Linked DNA regions of Rattus norvegicus: region 1 is linked to region 2. A link is a contact called in public Hi-C data. All regions are on one chromosome and are shown on one strand. Each heading gives the region's core, a stretch centred on a gene start, on an enhancer-like site or on the middle of the called end of the contact. The rest is flanking DNA. Distances are from core to core; before and after follow the strand shown. Region 1 has its middle 67 kb from the start of Nod1. Region 2 overlaps Mturn (maturin, neural progenitor differentiation regulator homolog).

The links. Hi-C and Micro-C count contacts between places; a contact is called where the count stands out from the background.
Region 1: a contact with region 2 is called in a Hi-C map of psoas muscle, with 2.6 times the contacts expected there. The contact joins two enhancer-like sites. A contact is called at or near these places in 7 of 12 Hi-C or Micro-C datasets (the A7r5 cell line, the Rat2 cell line, Schwann cells and 3 more).

Annotation. Positions count from the first base shown.
Region 1 is chr4:85,372,186-85,377,304 of GRCr8, reverse strand. No RefSeq gene overlaps it. Among named protein-coding and RNA genes, the nearest start is that of Nod1, 67 kb to the left of the region's middle. Within about 2 kb of position 2,609, at least 11 of the 93 cell types and tissues checked have an H3K27ac peak or open chromatin away from gene starts, as enhancers often do.
Region 2 is chr4:85,156,717-85,161,806 of GRCr8, reverse strand. Mturn (maturin, neural progenitor differentiation regulator homolog) reads right to left here. Exons shown (of 3, transcript NM_001007645.2): 3 at 3,017-5,090. Among named protein-coding and RNA genes, the nearest start is that of Mturn, 21 kb to the right of the region's middle. Within about 2 kb of position 1,311, at least 6 of the 93 cell types and tissues checked have an H3K27ac peak or open chromatin away from gene starts, as enhancers often do.

The sequences.
Region 1 (5,119 bases), core at 1,360-3,859, 210 kb before region 2:
GCAGACTAGTATTCCTAATGCTGGCGGGTACTCTGCCCGCTACTAAAGGAGAAAGGTAAACACCAACCCTTCAATCTATAAGAGTGACTTGCCTGCAAGATGTGCTGGTACAGGTACAATAGTGACAATAAACTACTGGAAGTAACCAATATGTGATTCGTGTCAAAGCCTGTTCCATGAGGTGGAACCCATACCCAAAACTGCTTGGGTGGCCAAGAACCTAAGCCTAGATAGGCCATGGACCCAGGGGAAAACCAAATGCTACTGTTCTGCTAAAGGAACGTAGTAAAAAAGGCTTCCTAATGACATTCTATTACATTGTAGATCAGTGCTTTGCACAGCCTTCATCAGAGAAGCTTCCTCCTGCAGCAGACAAAACAAATAGAGACCTACAACTTGACAACATGCCGAGAATGAGAGACCTCGGAGCGCTCATCCCTAAAAGGGATGTCTCCATCGAATCCCTCCCCTCAGGGCTCAGTGAACTCTGTGGAAGAAGAGGCAGAAAGAGTGTCAGAGGCAGAGGCATGGAGGAAGCCAAGGAATCAAGGCCTTCTAGGCACAACAGGGCTGGTGCAACTGTGAATTCACAGACTGAGGCAGCATGGCCAGGACCTACACAGGTCTGCACCAGAAGGAGTCCTAGGCTGAAAGAAGCAGACACATGTCCCCATCCCTAACCCAGAGGCCATCTCCAACTGATAGCCATTTGCAAATGAAAAGTTGATTTTCTCTGTGGGATTCTTGCCTCTTAAGGGTAGCCCCCATGCCCTGCAGTAGATGGTTGACAGAAAGCAAACTCAATGGCATCTTTGAGATTCTTTGCCTCATAATGTTAAGTCAGGGTATTTATTCCTTACCCTATTTTACAGGTTCTTTGCATATATATTATAGTTTCTTAGTTGGGGGAGTGTTATGGGGTTTCTATGTGTGCAAATGTGTCTCCACATCTATATGGGTTTCTTGTTCTTTACCTTGGCTCTTGTTTTGTTTTGTCCTATTCTAATTTTTTTAAAAAAAAAACTTTTCTTAGACTTTATTGCCTGAAAAATATTGATTTCCAATAAAAAAAAATAATGCAAGTGTCTCGTGGCAATGCCTGTTTTGGCTCTTCTTTTGTCAACCTGACATACCAACTAGAGTTATCTGAGTGGAAGAAACCTTAACTGAGAAAATGCCTCCATGAGATCAGGCTGTAAGCGAGCCATAGCAGCATCCCTCCATGGCCTCTGCATCAGCTCCTGCCTTCGGGCTCCTGCCCTAATTGAGTTCCTGTTCTGACTTCCTTTGATGATAACTTCAATATGGAAGTGTAAGCCAGATAAATTCTCTCCTCTCCAGCTTGCATTTTGGTCACGGTGTTTCACCACACCAGTAGAAGCCCCGGCTAAGACAGTACCCCTGTCAGACAATTCATATGTCAGAACAGGAACTGGCTGTCTGAGAAAGCTCTCATTAGGTATGTGGAGGCAGAGACATCAGGCCAAATCTATTTTCATGTCCTCTTGTGTTAACTTTCATAGCTGTGACAAAGGACCAAGCAGAGGATGGAAGGTTTATTTTGGTTCACAATTGCAATTCATGGTCCTGGAGCCTTGATGTTTCTGGGCACATGATGCAGAAAATGAATGCAGCTGCTCACCTTCTGGTGACAGAGGAGGGGAAAGGGGTACATGATATAGCAAAGACCTATCTTTTTTTTAAACTACATTGTTCCTGCTAAGTTTCCATTACTTCCCGATAGCCAGGCTCTTTTATTGCAAGGTTTTGCTCACTTGAAATAGGCTCTCAACTATCCCAGGCTGGCCTAAAGCTCCTACTGTAGTTGAGAATGACCTTGAACTCTAGACTTTCCTGACTCCACTTCTGAACCTCAGGCATGAACCTTCATACTCAATTTTATAACCTTCTTTTGAGAAATAACTCAGGAATACAGTGAGATCTATCCCAATCCTTTCCAAGGGTGTGTCCCAGTGACCTATGGATCTCCACATGGGCCTCACCTCTTACAGGTCCCACGCTGCCTGACAGCTCTATCTTCTACATACGAGCCCCTGGGAGAAAAGCCACATCCCAACCATAATAATTGATAAATATCTTAGTCTCATATCCAGACCCAAAAAGTAATTAAAAATAATTAGACTTTTATTATGCCCAATACTGGTTCAGTTGATTCAGAAGTGGGACACTGAGGTATATACATCTACAACCCCATCTATTTGAAGGCTGAATTTGAATCAAAATTTCAAGACCAGACCTGGGCTATACAGTGAAACTCCTGTACATGGCATGTGTAAGTATAAGACTGTGGCTGTGATGTAGTACTTACCCACTCCCACCCTCCTTCCGAAACATTTTCAATTGATTCAGGAGGTTATGAAAGCAGCCTCCCAGCTGGACTTTATGACTGAATATGCAATTAAGCAGTTATGCAAATATGAACCAAGTGCCTACTCTGTATACTTGTCACACACACAATAGATTGTAGCAGGAAATGGCCCCATAAATCCTGTGTCCCTCTAGCCTATGTGATGTGTCAGGGCTGTGGAGCAGTGGTGTGCACTAAGCCAGAGCAGCTCCGAAAGTATTTGCAGAGCAGGACTTGTCCTCTCTTGCTCCTGGGAACACTTCCACTCTCACATGAACGAGCTCAGGCAAGCAAGCTGGAAGCACGTGGTCCAGCCGCTGCCAGCACCTGCCAAGGAACTACTGGCCAGCTAGACTCCATGGGATCCACCTGCTGGTTGTAACTGCACGAACAAGCATATGTGAGAGCCCAGATTCCTGACCTACATAATCAGAAGTTAATTAAGACGGGTTGTGGTTTGAAGGCACTAAAATTTCAGAGTACTCTGTTACTCCACTAAAGGGTAATTGAAGTAGTCCAAACACATTAAGGATGAATAACCCTTGAAAGAAACATGCACCCCAAGGAGGCTTCATACTGGTGGCATAATCCACAGAAATTAGGACCTTGACAGGGCTGAGGAACCCACTATACCTGTTCCAAGGGTACTGATTGCTGGAACACACATCTCTCCTATGGCTACCATCCAAAAAAGGCAGGCTATATGGCAGTATTTTTCATTAAGTACTACAGATCTGGCAGAGGCCAGGGAGAACTGGTCACAGAAAAATCTATGGACCCACCTGTTTGGGATGGAGACAAAAACCCTTCATGATGGTCACTACAGATGGACCCAACCTGACCAGATGGCTAGAATGTTAGAAAAGAAAGATCAGGGACATGGGAAGTATGAATTTCTTGACTATGACATAGTACTTAGTATTATGATTGTGTGTGTGTGTTTAGAATTAATCATCTCAAGTAGGCCTTTTTCATATCCTTGCCAATCAACCTTAATACTTAAATTATACTCTTGTATCTTAACTGATTTTCAATTTTTAGGTATACTTTCTTTTCTAACATTCTCTCCGTCTTTCCCCTGGCCTTACTTCCTTCGATGCTACCGATTCATACAGCAGGTTACAAACTGTGCACACCTGTAGTGTTATCAAGAGAAAGTGAAGCTTTGCCTCATTCTGTGCAGTGGGACAGATGCTTTAAGTTCTAGCCATCTGGTCAGGTTGGTTCCATCTGTAGTGACCATCATGCAGGGTTTTTGTCTCCATCCCAACTGTATTTTTCAAAGAGGGACAACTGATCTACCTTCCTTATAGGTGTAAAGAGAGGCTACACCCTATCCTCACATGTTCAAAGAGGGATCCTGATCTACTCCACCTCACATGCTTTGTTAATAGGTTAACTTTGTACACCCTTCTTATGTAGATGGCTTAGTGGTTAAGAGCACTAAATGCTCTTCCAGAGGTCCTGATTCCCAGCAACCACATGGTGGCTCGCAACCATCTGTAATGGGATCTGATACCCTCTTCTGGTGTGTCTGAAGACAGCAACAGTGTACTCACATATATAGAATAAATAGATCTTAAAAAAAAAAAAGTCAAAAGGGATGAATGATATTTATAAGGAATAAGATGATAGATTATAAAACATAATAGAGTGATTAATTGAGGGATGATATACAAATAAACATTAAAAATCTTATATATTTTTCAAATAATCATAAAATATAATCAACTGTATAGATGGATCAGAAAGGTGATGGGATCCCTAGCACCCATGTGTGCACACAAGTTGGGGCACGGCTGCATATTCCTGGAACCCTAGCCCTGGGGGCTGCTCTTGACTATAGATGTGATGTAACTAGCTGTTTGAAGTTCTTGCCTCGACTTGCCCACAGTGACTGGCTGTAACTGAAATTGTAAGTTGAAATAAACCCCTTCTTTCCTAAGACACCTTTGTTGGGTTTCTTCTCACAGCTACAGAAAGGAAACAAGAATGCACCCTAACCTCAAATTCACAGAACCCTTCTTTAGAAACCACTCTTGCACAACTCGCTAGCATGGGAACACATAGTGGTGATGTTCTTACTATGAAGAACATGTGCTTGCTTCTGGAGACTCTCTACCCCGATCTGCAGACACTAGCTGCCTTACCCCAGGAACTCTCCTGCCTCCCAGGAGAGGAAATTGGCCGATAGCTACTGTAATAAATCTTACCCACACTCCCGGAATAGTCTGCTTCACATCTTGGCATGGCCTCTTCTCAACTAAGGCACAGTCTGTGACATGTAAGCTAACCAGGACACAGAAGGACATTTCTAGCATTCCGTACATACTTTAAAAATAAACCAAGGAACAGTTCCCAAAACTCTTAATGACAACCCCCTCCCCATTTTCTAGAAACAGAAATAAAAAATAATGCAACGTGTAAAACCACAGATCAGGTGGCATTCCATATGGGTAAAAATCTTGGACCAAATATTAGTTAAATGAAATCATATGAAAGGCTGTTTGAGCGTCCAAACGGTAGTTTCTTTTATACCACAATCTCTCCTTTCACAATGCCAGTGTTAGTATTGCTATTGTTTAATTTATCAAGTGACAACTACATGCCCAGCAGTGTTTGGTGTTTACATTGGATGGTTAAAGAGAGTCTCCGTTAGACGACAATCATGCCAAAGCAAACAAGAATTCTGAGGAGGAAGTGTCACAGGCAGAAGAGCTCAGAACAGGAAGGCAAGTGAGGGGAGGACAC
Region 2 (5,090 bases), core at 62-2,561:
ATGCCCTTCCTTACAGCTGCTTGCTTGTCTGTGCCAGGGTCTGGATATTGGAAACTTTATTCATTTTTCTGGTGTCCAGCAGCAGGCTAATCTGGTCAAGGGCAAGGCAGAGGTGAAACACTGTCAACATTCCATTCCGTGCTCAGGCCCTGAGAGGCTGATGAAAAGCGCCCTCTGTTTCCTCATCTTGAAAAAAACAGTAGACAGACAGACAGACAGACGGACATACCTACCTATCCAAAAACTAGTGAGAAAAGGAACAAAGTTAAAAGGAACCTAGGCTGTAACAGCTGTCACAGATCAAGTGTCCAAGGCCAGGCTGTGCTCGCTCTCTCTCTCTCTCTCTCTCTCTCTCTCTCTCTCTCTCTCTCTCCCTCTCTCTTAACAGAAACAAAAATGGTTTAGTATGTAATAGGCAGATACAGCTAGAGTTTACTCACTTAGCACTGTTTAATTCATGAGAAAAAGGACTGGAAATTCACTAGGCTATTCTGGAACTATACCATGTAGCCTATACTCATTGGGACCAAAACCCCACCATTTTGAAATTTAATGAATCAAATCAGATTGCTAAGCTAAAGTGTTAAAACGTTATATTGGGGGGAGAATCTGGGGAATAGTTTGACATTTCCATCAACAGCTTTTCTCCATGTTTGTGTCCTGGGTGCATTCCAGTCCCTACCAAAGGGCCATCCATATTCAGTGACATTTGACTGTGGTGTAGGTTAAACAGACAACAGAAAAGGGGAAAAATGTTTTAATACTTTCCCTTCCTGTGGAAGCTTCTGGGGGGGACTCCAGACCCCCCTTTAGGACTGGGGCCATGTCCTGTGGAACCTGACACATCCCTGCCTAAAGTTCTGCGCCTTAGGCTTGGAGTCCTGGTGTGCAGCAGTTTGCAGTCACCCATTCCCATCTGACCCCTCCTCATCTGTCTCTCCGGCCGGCTCTAAGGACCTGACATAGGTTCTCCTCCAAGACCACTGACAGCAGCAGTTCCGTGTAGACACCATCATAGCAAATCTCGAGTGCTACCCGGCAGCAGAAAGAGTCCTGACCTGAGTCTGCCCAGTGTAACGTATAACCCAGCTGCTGCTCCAGCTGTCCCTCTGTCATTCACTGGACGGTTCGATACTTACCTGGGTGTGGGAGCTGCAAGGATAGACCAGAAAAGACAGGGCAGAAAATAACTGGAGTCAGAGATTAGCAGGCTGCTCTGAAGAATCACAGTTTCATGTCTTGTGCCCTCAGTGCCAACTGCCTTTTGCCCCACCCTGGTTGGTTGCTCCCCGAGGGATGTATGGCCTCAGCATTAGGAAGCCCTTTGTTTATACTGTGCTGACCTCTAGAGGCTTCCAATTAAAAGGCATCCCAGAGGATCCACTTCACTTTGGCATCGACATCCGCTTTGGGGTTGTTTCCCTAGAAAATAAAATGTTAGGTTCTTTTCACATTTCTTTTTTGGCTGCAAATCACAGCTTGCCCAGGTTTTTTTTTTGTTTGTTTGTTTGTTTTGTTTTGTTTTTTTTTTGGTTCTTGGTTTTAAAGCGGCACTGTTTTCTATTCCAAAAAGGGGAAAGATGGGTTAGAGATTCAGAGGGGCTTTGTGCCACTTATGGTATCAAAAGGAAAAGTGTCAGCTGGTTCTAGAAGCGTTTCAACCCTGCTTCCAAACTGCCAGATGGCTGAGCCTGACAAACGGAGGAATTTTTGGTTGACTAACTCAGCAGGACACTGGGCTAGACACCCAGCCCTGGGAGTCTCCAAATACTGGAGTGTGGGTTGTTTTTCCCGTGTTGTGAATCCACCCATGCGTGTGCAGCGCGCCCTGGGGGATATTGTGGTACCCACCCCACCTGCCTGACTTCACTATGGAAACCAGAGTGGTTACTATATCCCTAAGCAAGGAACACTATCCTTCCCTCTTGGCTGTAGTTTGAATCCTGCAATCTACTATAAGGAGAAGGGGTGTGTGGCAAGGCAGGAGGAAACCTCCAAGCATTTGAGCTAATATACAGCTGTGGATCTTCACTTGGGAAAGGGATCCTGAGAAAAGCATGACCATGCAGGTCACCATTGTTGCTTTATGGGACCTTGTAGCACTCCCTCCTCTACAGAGGGCTGTACAGGTGTTCTGCTGATGCTCCTCCCCCAAGGGAAATCAGAAACAAGGTCACTGGGCTTACTCTTACCCATGAGAAATCAAAAGAATGGTGTGTGTGTGTGTGTGTGTGTGTGTGTGTGTGTGTGTGTGTGTAGTGCCACACAGACTGTCAGGGACCTGTCTAGGCCAGAACCCTCCTCTCGCCAGATGATTTCAGAGATTAGCGGTGGCGGCGAGAGATGAGTAATGCTGAGATCTGTCCCTGCACGTAAAGGAGCCGAGCCCGTGATCAAGTCATAGAAATGGGAGTTCTCTCATGATAGAAATCTGTCTACATGGCCCTTCTGGAGCCGGTCTTTGACCAGAGAGCCTTAGAATGCTTTTCTCTGGACCTGGAATCGGTACCAAGGACTTCCGATGATATCAGGCACACACAGCCTCAAGCTGGGGCTGCGAAGCCATTTTGAAGCTTACAGACCCCCTCATTCGGAGCGAGAATATGGATCTTTAAACAAAGAGTGAAACTTCCTGCCAACTTTCAGAGCTCCTTCTGACATGCCTTTGTCTATTGAATAAAAGCAGCTGGGAGCAAGGTGTGGAAGAGACAGCATTCTGTCGGCATTCTGTCGTTAAGGATATGGATTTCTAATTGGACCACAAAGCATTCCTAACTAGGTCTGCAAAAAGGAATTCTCACCTGTGAAACCAGTACTAGTTGAAAGGGAGCGACCGAACTGCCGAACACTAGCCAGACAGTTACACGCTCCCAAATGTGTGAACCCCTAACCTTCCAACCCACCTTTGATGCAACTGCTCCCTCCCGCCCCAGTGTCCACAGTCTGGCTCTTCATTTATACATCACACACAGTGATGTAACCGAAATCTGCAGACTGAGTAAAGAAGACAAAAGGCACCAGGGCTGGAAGGCTCTTTAATTGCAAGTGTATGGTAATTACATCCTTGGATGTGGTCCTTGCTCTCATGGGAGGGAGGAGGAAGCAGATGGACAAGGTGAAGAGAGAATTTACACGGTTCCCTTTGAAGCATCTAACAAAGGACACAGTTTTTGGCAACCCATTTCACAGTTTGTCACTTACAAGAGAGCTCTCTGAAAGGAAATACAAACTCAAAGAAAGCACATGCATCACACAGGAAAAACTCCCCATCCAAGAACAAAACAAAACCTAGAAACAAACAACAAAACCCCTTGTTTTTATTCCTTCCGATTTGCTTCTCTGGAGAAATCTCACTTTTACACAAATAAGTACTGGCTGGAAAGCTGGGCTCCGATTTGCCCAGCACTGAATATTTATTTCAGTGCCTTTTAGAAGGCTAGCATTTGTACAGAGTGTTGGTCTCTGCTAGTTCAGAAGGTTCTTACTAAAACAGAACCTTGAGAAGCAAAAAGGACACCTGGGGAAAGGTGGTTTATGAAGAGCACACTGCTAGCTTCCCTCCTAATACCGAACAACTGGAACACAGTCCTAATCAAACCGAACGCTAGTTCCTGTGTAGCCTGATGCACACTTTTGACTGCTCGGAACTACTCAGCCTTGCAGTGCGGTGAGTGGGTTTCTAACAGAAAACGCTCAAGGTCATTGCCAATGACCACAGGCTACCAGCGTCCCGGCAAGTTCTACACCTACTCTGTATGAAACCTAGAAGACCTCACTTTCTCAAGTCATGCTAGCTGCCATCAGACCAAAGTAACTTGTTTGTATGCCAGAGGAATGTTTCTAACGTAAAAACATTTTATGCATCTCTGGAGAGGATGCAAGAAGGCGCGCATGGCATCTCCCGAGAGGTTTGTTCTAGGGACAGGAGCCTCCGCCTGGGTTTACTGACACGGGAGCACCAGTGGAGGAGAGAGCAGGCATGGCCCCCCTTCTGCCGTCACAGCCCCTCTTAAGCCAGCACTCTTGAAGGCAAGCTTCCCTGCCTGGCAGGGATTTTATTTTTAAGGGAAGGCATTCTACCAAGTGTGTAGGACATTTGCTGTGCCTTCGGCTTGGCAGGGGGCATCTGAAAATCACAAAGCCATTACCGGCATCCTCTAAGCACCCAGTTCTCTAGAGACAGTCAAGAACACAAGTGGTCCAGGAGGTAAGTGTGGACTACGTGCCTTGTTTACAACTCAGATGGATGGAGACCTAACTCCTCACTGCCCCCGTTCACCTCCTCCCAGCACACATTAAGTCTTGTCCATCCCTACACTCCTCTCACTGGAGAAAACCAGATTTGATTAAACTGTTTCCCAACTGGTGAGTTTTAGCATGCAATAACTAAAAATTCCGCTCTGGGATCACAACACCCTGGACATACTCTTTGTGCTCGGAGAAACCAAAACAATATTCAGAGGCATGCATTGTGCTAGAGAATGATTTCTGTCTGCACTGAGCAGTGGTGTCACCCCCCCAGTTTGACTTACGAGCACTGCAAACCTAGTTCTGACACCAGCGTGCAAGGACAATCTTCTCACGGAGCAGACGTTTTGTGCTCTGGTCATGGAAACATAGAATGTAGCGTATGCTGCAGCGAGCCCAGGTGCCACAAGTGGACCCTTCAGTCTGGTTGAACCCTAGGGATGTTAGGCACTGCACCAGGCCTCACTACCCTACCTGGCTCTGTTTTTCAATGTCTGAAGCCTGCTTGGTTCAGCGCCATCACCAGGCAGAGGAAAATAACCAGGCAGATATGAGGAAAATGTCCCCACGGGTCACTCAATGACAGGATCCACCTTTGCAGTGCTGTCAGTGACGTCATTCAGATTTCAGCTGGTCACGAGGACCAGCAAGCAGTCTTTCCCTATATGTTTATGTGCACTGTCTCTGTCTGCTACCTACCAAGCCTTCACTGTCACTTTCTCTTCCTGAGTGATAGAACAAGCAAAGTGTTCACCGCCATGCTCCTCCAGCTAGTCTTCACATCAATCTCCTCTCTTGGGTGGCCTGCCTACCACCTCCAAAGCCTTCAGTGTACGGGGCAA